3 separate regions of the Mus musculus genome follow, and all the other regions are linked to region 2. The links are chromatin contacts, called in public HiChIP or PLAC-seq and promoter capture Hi-C maps. All regions are on one chromosome and are shown on one strand. Each heading gives the region's core, a stretch centred on a gene start, on an enhancer-like site or on the middle of the called end of the contact. The rest is flanking DNA. Distances are from core to core; before and after follow the strand shown. Region 1 holds the start of Nipsnap2 (nipsnap homolog 2). Region 2 holds the start of Gusb (glucuronidase, beta). Region 3 overlaps Tyw1 (tRNA-yW synthesizing protein 1 homolog (S. cerevisiae)).

Region 1 (3,069 bases), core at 306-2,805, 280 kb after region 2:
TATGGTGCTCTCATAATGCTGGAGAGATGGCTCCATGCCTAAGACCACCTGTTCCTTTCCTAGAGGGGCAGAGTTCCGATCCCAGCACCCAAGTGGTGGCTTACAACCATTTCTGTAACTGTACTTCAGAGGGTCAGAGACTTTCTTCTGGTCCCTGAAGGCCCAAGGCATGCACACGGTGCACATACATAGATGCAGGTAAAAACCACACATACGCACAAACAAAAGAAATCTGAAGGCAAGTTCTGGAGCTGGTGAGATGGCTTAAGGGGTAAAGAAACTGGCTGCTAAGTTTGATGAACTACATTCAATTTCCCAGACCCACATGGTGGAAGAAAATCAATTACACACACGTGGCAGAGAGCTCAGAGGTTAAAAAAAATCTTAAAAAAAAAAAAAAGGAATATTTCAATTAGCCAAGGCTGGCCTGCAACTGCACACCTGCAACTGCAGAACTTTGGAGTCTGAAGCAAAAGGTTTGCTGAAGGTTCAAGGCCAGCCAGGAATATATGTAGTAAGATCTTGTCTCAAAATACATACATACATACATACATACATACATACATACATACATACATACATACATAGGGCCTGGAGAGATGGCTCAGGGGTTAAGAACACTTGCCGCTCTAGAAGAGAACTCAGATTCAATTCCCAGCCCCGACATGGCGGCTCACAACCCTCTGTAACTCCGGGTCGTTGGGGATCCAAAACCTTCTCCTGGCTGCCCCAGGCACCTATGTGTTAGCCACACATGAAAGCAAACACTTATACACATAAAATAAAAAAATAAATCCTACAAACCGCTTAAACAGCAAATAAGCATATAAAGGAAGAAAAGAAGGGAAAACAAATCTGTCGGTAAATTCGGATGGCCTTTCGTTATTTAAACGTGGGGATGTCAAGGTGACAGGTTGACACACCGAGCACAGTCTCCGCGGAGGTCAGGAAAAAAGAAAAAGTTTCGACAGCGAACTCCGCCATCTACTACAGCTGGCCACCGTGGGTTACTTTTTTTTTTTTTTTTTTTTGCCACTCCGCTTTCAAATTTAAGGGCTGTCCCGACTGGGGACCCCGGGGTACAGCTTCCCCAGGGAGACCAGCCATCCTTTTGCTTCTCTGCACGACCTGGGGCGAGGCATTGCTACTGCGAGGGGCGCAGCGCGCAGAGGCTGAGGGCGGACGTGGCCCGCGAGCCCGGGCGTCCCCGGCAAGGGCGGCGCCGGCAGGACGGTGACCTTGAGCCCCACGGGGGCCCGGGAAGGCGCCGCAGCCTCGCCAGCCCTCGGTCGCCTGGGACTCGGGAGGCCGGCCCCCCGGCGTCCCCTGCCCGCCCCGGGGACCCCGCGCCCTTCGCCCCACGGCGGCCCCTCCCCGGCCGGGCCCCGGAAAGGGCGGCGCTGCTCACCGGAGCCCCGGCAGGAAGCCGCTCTGGGCGGCTGGCCGCAGCAGGCCTCCTCGCGCGAGCAACACCCGCGCCGCCATCTTGCTCCGGAGCCTGAAGCTCCTACCGCCTCGGTGTCGCTGACGCCGCCGCTACCGCGACCCCTCCCCCGGCCGGGCCGACCAGGCTGGGGCGGGGCGGGGCAGGGCGCTAGGCCGCTGTAGTGCAGGGGAGCGGCCGCTAGGGGGAGCAGCGTGGCGCCTCAGTGCTGCCGCCAGGGGGCGTGCCAAGAAGTTGCTGAAGATATCCGTAGATCCCGCGAGGGGAGTTCAGGGTCTCTGAAGTCCGAGTGAGAAAGGAACCTGGAATGTACACGGGGAGATCCACGGGAAAGGAGTAGATCTGTGCATGTGGGGAATCCAGAGTCTGATTTTATGGTTGAGGGCCACCACAAACATGAGGAAACGTGTTAAAGTTTTAGCAGCATCAGGAAAGTCGAGAACCACTGGTATAGGGGGAAGTGTATTCTGTAAGGATAATAAAAGAGCTATGGATATAAGCATAAACTTCAGCAAGATAAGAGTAGGCAAAAGCAGAACTAGATCCCGAGGAATCAGAGAAATAGGGAGCAGCCTGGGCCTCAGTTACATGCAGAGGCCAAGAGAAGGATACTCTCCAATTGGTGGCTGCCTTCCTGGTTCTGAGTTAGAAGACGGATGGGAGCTGTAATCTTGAAGCTCAGGAGTTGTGGTTTTCTTTATCTTTTAAATTTTTCTCTTCCTAGTCTATGTGCATCATCAGTGTTTTGCCTGCATGTATGTCTGTGTGAGAGTGTGGGTGGAGCCCCTGGCAATTGGAGTTGCAGGAGGTTGTGAGCTGCCATGTGGGTGCTAGGAATTGAACCCCAGGTCCTCCGGGAAGAGCAGCCAGTGCTCTTAATCGCTGAGCCATCTTTCCAGCCCCATGGGTACAGTTTTTCTAACAAGAATTTGGACAAATGACAGGGTCTGGTCTTGTGGGTGGTGGAGGAGCGGTTCAGACTGGGAGAGGCACTCCTTTGAATGTGAATGAGGCTGAGAGCGGTCCATAAAACTGTAGACCCAACTGTGGGAGGCAGATATGTGACTTGCTGCGGGCAGGGCCTCTTCAAGCGTCGGTGAGCCCTGCCTTTTTTATACAGATCCTTCATTTCTCAACTTAGCTGAGACAGGGTCTTTATGTGGCGCCCAGTCCGGCCTCAAACTGATGGTAATCTGTTTACCGCTCTTGAGTCGGGGTTGAACCTGGGAGAATGGAGCCTAAAAACGAGGCGGACTAAAGTCTCAAGCAATAGCGTTTATTCAGAGCATCAGACGATTTATACTCTGAGGGTATAGAAGAACCACAGGAGTTAGGTGTGTAATCATAAGGACAAGCCACACGTGGCAAAAAAATAATAAAAGCAGCAAGCAGTAATGAGTGATCTGGAGTGAACTCACTGCGATTCGCTACACCTGGGAGGGGTGTGAAGCACAGTCTATGAACAAGTTTTGTGTTTTGAAGAAACTGAGGTTACAAGACTCATTTGGAGTTTCTCACAAGCATTCAGAGTTCCCCTCATGCGACTCCATCCTTGGGTCCTGCCTGTTCTGACAGGAATCCTTTTGTAATCTCAGGGTAAACTCCTGGGTTGAGATTACTTGCAG
Region 2 (3,283 bases), core at 690-3,189:
TGAGATGGCTTAGTGAATACAGGTGTCTGCTCCCAAGTCTGATGACTGAGTTCTGTCCTTGGGACTTACAGGGTAGAAGGAGGAACAACTCCAGCCAGACATCATCTGATCTTCACACAGTGCAGGCACACATGCAAATTAATATATAAATAAACAAACTAAGATATAATAAGATGGATGGGACTGCAGACAGGGCTCAGGGTTTAAGAGCACTGGCTGTTCTTTCAGAGGTCCTGGGTTCAGGTCCCAGCACCTTCAAGGTGATTCACAATTATTTGTAACTTTAGTTCCAGGGGATTCAATTCTGGCCTCCAAGGGTACTTCACACACCTAGTACACACTGATAGGTGCAGGCAAAACATCCATATGTTATTTATATCTTTGAGGTTACTATGTAGCCTATCCTTCTACCTCAACATCCTGAGAGCTGGCCGTAGATGAGAAGCACCATGTCCAGTTCTAGGGAAGTTTTTTGTAGTTGCTGCTGTTCTTAGTGTTTATTTTCTGTTTCCCAGGGTTGCACTGGCATGTATGTCTATGCACCACATGGTCCAGTGCCTGTGGAGGCTAGAAGAGGTCATTCGATCCTCTAGGAGTGGAGTTAAAAAATGGTTGTGAGCTGCCATGTGGGTGCTGGGAATCAAACGGGGTCCTCTGGAAGAACAGCTAATGCTCTTAACCACTAAGCCATTATCTCTCTAGCCCTCCCCAGCAAATAAATAAATAAATAAGTCAGTCCTTTTAAAAAAAGGATTGACCTTTAACCTCTACCTGCACACGGTCATGTGTATACACACATCTGAAGCAGGCACCTGAAACATAAACACTCAAATATAAATAAGTGGATTGGAAGCTAGCATACCTGTGCTTGGCCAGTTTTACTCATGCTGAGAATCATTTCTTCTGTTCAGCGTCACCCCCAACCCCTTAACAAGCATACTGGTAATTGCAACAAAATGTAGGTATTTGTAACAACAACAACAACAAATGGGGAACCTTCTCTTGTGCTTAAGTTCAGCAGGCTTTAATAATGCTTTAGGGAGCAGGGCAGTGGTGGTGCACTCCTTTAGTCCCAGCCCTCAAGTGACAGAGGCAGGTGGATCTCTGAGTTCCAGGCCAGCCAGTTTAGACTAACTAAACAGAGCTCTCTGGAAAAACCCAAATCAAAACGAACCAAACAAAAACATTCTTTAGGGAACTTCCTTTTGGCTCAGTCTGAAAATCCAAATGCACACCTTGGGGTGGTTGTATCTTTAGTTCAACTCAAAGATTTAGGTTGAAACCTAAATGATATTTACCTCCGTTTTAAGAACTGGAAACTAACCAGGTGGCATATGCCTTTAGTCCCAGCACTCAGGAGGCAGAGGCGGGAGGTATCTCTGTGATTTTGAGCCTGGTCTACAGAGTTCCAGGACAGCCAAGGCTTCAAGACTCGCTTAGCTGTATATGTACTTGCCCAAGAGTGAAATCTGAGCACTGTTTGCTCAAGCCTGTTAGCTAGAGAGGCTGGAGTGATGGATTGGGGGTGGGGGTGGGGTGAGAGTTACTAAGACCACTTTCAGAGAATGGCTGCTGCAGGTCATGTGAACCGTCATCGCAACCTTCATTTGTGACTCGAATGACATCACACAGGTCCAGGAGACACTTCTTTCATGGCCATTGCTGTCAGTTCTACTCCCTTCCTCAGAGACCTCTAAGAAGAGACCTAGCTTCGAACCTGCCTGCGTGTCCTTTCCAGGCTTTAATAACAAACTCCCCAAATTCTTCTCAGTGTCTCTTTTGAACTCTCATCCTTTCACAGGAGTTATGAAGAAACAGTGGGATCAGGGACTTCAGGGCTTCTTTCAGATCTTAGCCTAGTGGTCCTGAGGGGCAAGCCCCAGAGTGTGAGGGAAGGAGGGGGAGATATTAATAGATGTGAGGCAGGCAGCGGCTGACGTCAGGCATATGGGGAAACGATCCAGGACTTCAAGCGACTTCCTCTTTCTGCAGAGTCCAGCCTTGGGGCCTCTAGATAGCCTTGAGCCAGCAGCTGTACAAGCGCTTGCCCTCAACCAAGTTGGCGCAGGCGGCTTCTCTCGAGAACATGTGACTCTTCCAGGTCCCGCCTCTGCCCTCCCAGAGAGGAGGCTAAAAAGCCCAGCCGCTGGTCGGTGGGCAGCCTGGCCAGTATGTCCCTAAAATGGAGTGCGTGTTGGGTCGCGCTGGGCCAGCTGCTGTGCAGCTGCGCGCTGGCTCTGAAGGGCGGGATGCTGTTCCCGAAGGAGAGCCCGTCGCGGGAGCTCAAGGCGCTGGACGGACTGTGGCACTTCCGCGCCGACCTCTCGAACAACCGGCTGCAGGGTTTCGAGCAGCAATGGTACCGGCAGCCGCTACGGGAGGTGCGCGCTCCCTGGGACCCGGGGTCTGGAAGCTTCCAGAAGTCAGGGGATGGGCGGAGGGATGCCTGTACCTGGAGATCCCCTTGTGCTCACCTAGAGGAGGTTAATATGGGTTTGCAGGCTGGGGAGGGGAGCGACCAGAGCAGGAAGTGGGACCTGGCATGCTGAGAACCGCATGGTTTCTGCTAGGCAGGCGCTGCCCCAGGCAATGGATTTTTTTGTTTTTGTTTTTTTAAAGCTTTTAATTTTACTTCATAGTGCTGGGACTTGAACCCAGGGCCCTGTGTGTGCTTGTCACTACTGAGCCTTTTGTTTATGTTTTGAGGCTGTGTCTCCTTCGATAACCTAGGCTGGCCTGGATGTCCGGGTGAATCTCTTGCTCCCACTTTAACTTTCCTGAGTGTTGTAGATGTTTGTGCACACGCCTCCTGCATCCCGGTGCACATACCTCCCATGCTCTTTCCCATCTTGTGAAAAGTAGAATCCTAGGAGATGCTACCCACTACAGAGATTTGGGGGCGGGGGTAGAGGAGGGGGGAGCAAATGTGACTTTGCACAGAGCTAGCAGAGGACCCTCATCCCTGCTCTCCTTTCCTACCTAGGTAGGGTTGGCGCAGAAGCAGGCTGAAGCAAACCTGTGTGCTCACAGTCTCCTCCTCTCTCAGATTCATTCATTCATCCTACCTCGTTTCCTATTGGGCTCTCTCCTCTTCCTCTCTTCTCTCTCTTTGTTTAAAATGTGTACCCATTATTTATGTGGGGTGGGGGGGCGCCACCCGTGTGCTACACAGTACATGTGGAGGTTGGAAGATAACTTGCTGGAGTCTGGTCTCACCTAGGTCACCAGGGATGTAACTAAGGTCATCAGGCTTAGTGGCTAGTGCCTTTAACCCACCAAGTCA
Region 3 (3,076 bases), core at 19-2,518, 270 kb before region 2:
GATGGATTCCCTGGCCTTTCACAATCCTGGGCAGGCACTCCACCACTGCCTCACTTCAAAGCACCTTTACAGTGTTTTTGTTTGAGTATTCTTTGCTGCTTTTTAATCATTATTTTGTGTTACATGCATGTGTGTGTGTGTGTGTGTGTGTGTGCACGCACACACACACACACACACACACACACACACACGACAAGCCTGGAACCCAGGTCATGGAGTTTGGTGGCAAGTTCCTTTACGTTCTGAGGCATCTTACTAGCCCTGACTGATTAGTAATAATTTTTAAAAATATAAATCATGTGGGGCAATGGTGGCGCACGCCTTTAATCCCAGCACTTGGGAGGCAGAGGCAGGCAGATTTCTGAGTTCAAGGTCAGCCTGGTCTAGAGAGTGAGTTCCAAGACAGCCAGGACTACACAGAGAAACCCTGTCTCAGGAAAAAAAAAATCATCTTACCTCTCTGGCATCAAAGTGATCCCTGTGAAAAGGCATCACAGAGTCCGTCCGTTTGGAGAGATGGCTCAGTGGTTAAGGGCCCTGACTGCTTTTCCAGAAGACCTGAGTTCAGTCCCCACCCACATGGCAGCTGCCAACTGTGTCTATTGTTGGTTCTAGGGGATCCGGTGCCCTCTCCTGGGCCCGATGGGTGGGAGCTGCACCCACACCGTGCACAAACCTACTTACAGGCCACATAAGCAAACAAACCTCACAAAGTGACAAAAACTAATCCCTCAGCAAACTTGCCCTGTGCCTACAGGCTGGACAATGCTGGGGGAAGAAAACCGCAGGCAGGCACACGGGGAAGTGTGGGCTACAGGGTAGCTGGATGGGACAGCACTTCCCAGCAGGCCTGGGGCCACCAAGATGCTGCTTTGAGTAACAGTGCCTGCAGCCTGGGCTCTATCTCCTGGATCCACTTGGTGACGGAGGGAACTAACTTCTACAAGGTGTCACCTGACCTCTACACATGCTCTGCAGCATGTGTGCACATGTACAAACACACACACGTAAGAAATTTTTTTTTTTTAAATTTTGGGCAGAGACTTGTTTGCTTCTAGATAACAAAATAGTAATGTGTCACAAAAACTGTCACCCAACAATGGGCCATATGTGTGGCAGTGGCCCCATGGTCCCATATTGCCTGTGACATCACAGCCCTCTCCGTTTCTTTCAGCATACCCGCTGATGCCCACCTAGCACTGGAGCAGCCTGAACACGTCACTGCTCAGAACAGATTCTGAGGTTAAGTGCCATGTGCCTGTGACTCATTTCTGCAAACAAGTATAATGAAGTGACTTCAATTCAGCGCTGTGTAAAGGGCCAACCGTCAGCACATAGAAACAATCCCAGCCTCAGCTCTACCGCTCTGTCAGGCTTACTCCAGATGTTACTGTGCAATAGGGAGGGATGAGCACAGCTGTGACCCCAAACCCTCAAAGGAGAGGCAGACAGACTGACAGAGTGCTTCCATAGCACTTAGAGCCCTGGGTTCCGCCTCAGCACTGGATGCACACAGCCTGGGGATGCATACCTATATTCCCAGCACTCTGAAGGTGGAGGCCGGAACACCACAAGTTCAAGGTCACCCTCAATCAAGCAGGTGCCAATCAATGTCACCTGAGCTACATGAGACCCTGTCTCAAAATTAATCAATCAAATTTTAAAATTGGCAGCAGGTGACATTTAGCTGGTGAGACACTTAGCTGACGATCTCGGGCTCCTCTGTAACTCAGGCTCAGAACCTCATCTCTGACAGAGACGAACTTACTGCCTCTCAAAGGAACTCATTTCATCTTCACATAAAATCTAATCAGAACTGCCATTAACTTGGCTCTGTGACCTTCAGAAAATTTAAAACCTGTCTTCAATAGAAGATGAATGCAGAGGATGAGAGATGGGTCAGCTGCTCCAGGAGAGCGCCTGGGTCCAGTCCCTAGCATCCACTTGGTAGCTTACAATGGTCTGCAACTCCAGCTGTAGGGAACCCACACCCTCTTCTGGCCTCCACAGGCACTGCAGGCATGTGCTACACAAATACACTAGCAGGCAAAAGACTCATACACATACATTTTAAAAAAATAAATAAATGAATAAATGCTTTAAAAAAACCAAAAGAAGTTAAATGTAACTCATAGAAGCCACTGGGGTTAGAAAATTAATGTGAAGCACCCCCATCCTCCCCAGAAATGGACCGGTCCAATTACAGCAACCCCAGGGTACCGACATTACAGAGTTCGCCCGCTGTGCCTAAAAGATTTAGGGAGAAGTAGCCACAGTAGGCTGCCTCTGTCGTGGAACAACTGCGCAAACATTAAGGGAACGTAAAGCTGGAAGAGTGGATGGGAAAAGTCACCTATGCTGGTGGGAGGCAGAACACAAGCAACAGTAAGCCACTGAGAAATCGCCAGCAAACTGGGAAACAAAGTGCAGGGGTGCGGAAGAGATGTGAGGAGATCACATCCCGGAAGGAAAACGGCAGAGGCTTCTAAGTGACTGAAAGGGGCTGGGGAGACTGTTCCGTGGTTAAAGTGCTTGCTGGGCAAACATGAGGACCAGAGTTTGACTCCCTAGTTCTAATCCCTATAAACGCTGCATGAGTATGGCTGCCCACCTGAATTCCAGCCTGACTAACCCGCCAGCGCGCGCTCTCTCTCTCTCTCTCTCTCTCTCTCTCTCTCTCTCTCTCTCCCTCCCTCCCTGAGTGCCGGGTTGACTGAGATACCCTACCTCAATGAATAGGGTACAAAAGAAATCAAACACGATTCCAAACATTAACCTCTGGCCTCCACATGTGTACATATACACGAACACACACACACACACATATGCCCACAAGCATACACACACATACATGCACACCACATACACATGTATGAAAATGGGGGAAATACAAACTTTAAAATATAGTCTGTATAAGGAGAGCAGTGTAGCCCGTGTCTACCCGGAATACATAAGATGACAGACTAGACAGACTGCAGACAGGAGTAGCTGCAGAAAGCCTGCTACAGCACACTAGGGAAGAAAGTTACTGGCCATTCGCAGGTAACGGGAGAGCAGATGCCTGACACTCAAAGTC

Evidence for each region. HiChIP or PLAC-seq counts read pairs in DNA pulled down with a chosen protein or histone mark. Capture Hi-C pulls out chosen DNA fragments and counts their contacts.
Region 1: a promoter capture Hi-C map of adipose tissue shows a contact between it and region 2. The contact joins the promoter of Nipsnap2 here to the promoter of Gusb in region 2. A contact is called at or near these places in 4 of 39 promoter capture datasets (cranial neural crest, frontonasal cranial neural crest, maxillary cranial neural crest and 1 more), 3 of 484 Hi-C or Micro-C datasets (CD8 T cells, granulosa cells and muscle stem cells), 2 of 115 datasets of contacts at active chromatin or transcription factors (microglia and pancreatic cancer cells) and 2 of 9 other capture datasets (adipose tissue and liver).
Region 3: a contact with region 2 is called in a FOXA1 HiChIP or PLAC-seq map of pancreatic cancer cells. The contact joins the enhancer-like site here to the promoter of Gusb in region 2. A contact is called at or near these places in 1 of 39 promoter capture datasets (cranial neural crest), 8 of 484 Hi-C or Micro-C datasets (the G1E-ER4 cell line, brown adipocytes, cerebellum and 5 more), 2 of 115 datasets of contacts at active chromatin or transcription factors (large pre-B cells and pancreatic cancer cells) and 2 of 9 other capture datasets (adipose tissue and liver).

Annotation. Positions count from the first base shown.
Region 1 is chr5:129,723,561-129,726,629 of GRCm38.p6, reverse strand. It overlaps Nipsnap2 (nipsnap homolog 2), which reads right to left and starts at 1,555. Exons shown (of 10, transcript NM_008095.4): 1 at 1,409-1,555. The coding sequence starts at 1,485.
Region 2 is chr5:130,001,705-130,004,987 of GRCm38.p6, reverse strand. It overlaps Gusb (glucuronidase, beta), which reads left to right and starts at 1,939. Exons shown (of 12, transcript NM_010368.2): 1 at 1,939-2,381. The coding sequence starts at 2,172.
Region 3 is chr5:130,271,458-130,274,533 of GRCm38.p6, reverse strand. The region is part of intron 6 of Tyw1 (tRNA-yW synthesizing protein 1 homolog (S. cerevisiae)); the gene reads right to left. Among named protein-coding and RNA genes, the nearest start is that of Tyw1, 16 kb to the right of the region's middle. Within about 2 kb of position 1,268, at least 14 of the 459 cell types and tissues checked have an H3K27ac peak or open chromatin away from gene starts, as enhancers often do. A contact at or near this core is called in pancreatic cancer cells, where this site is marked.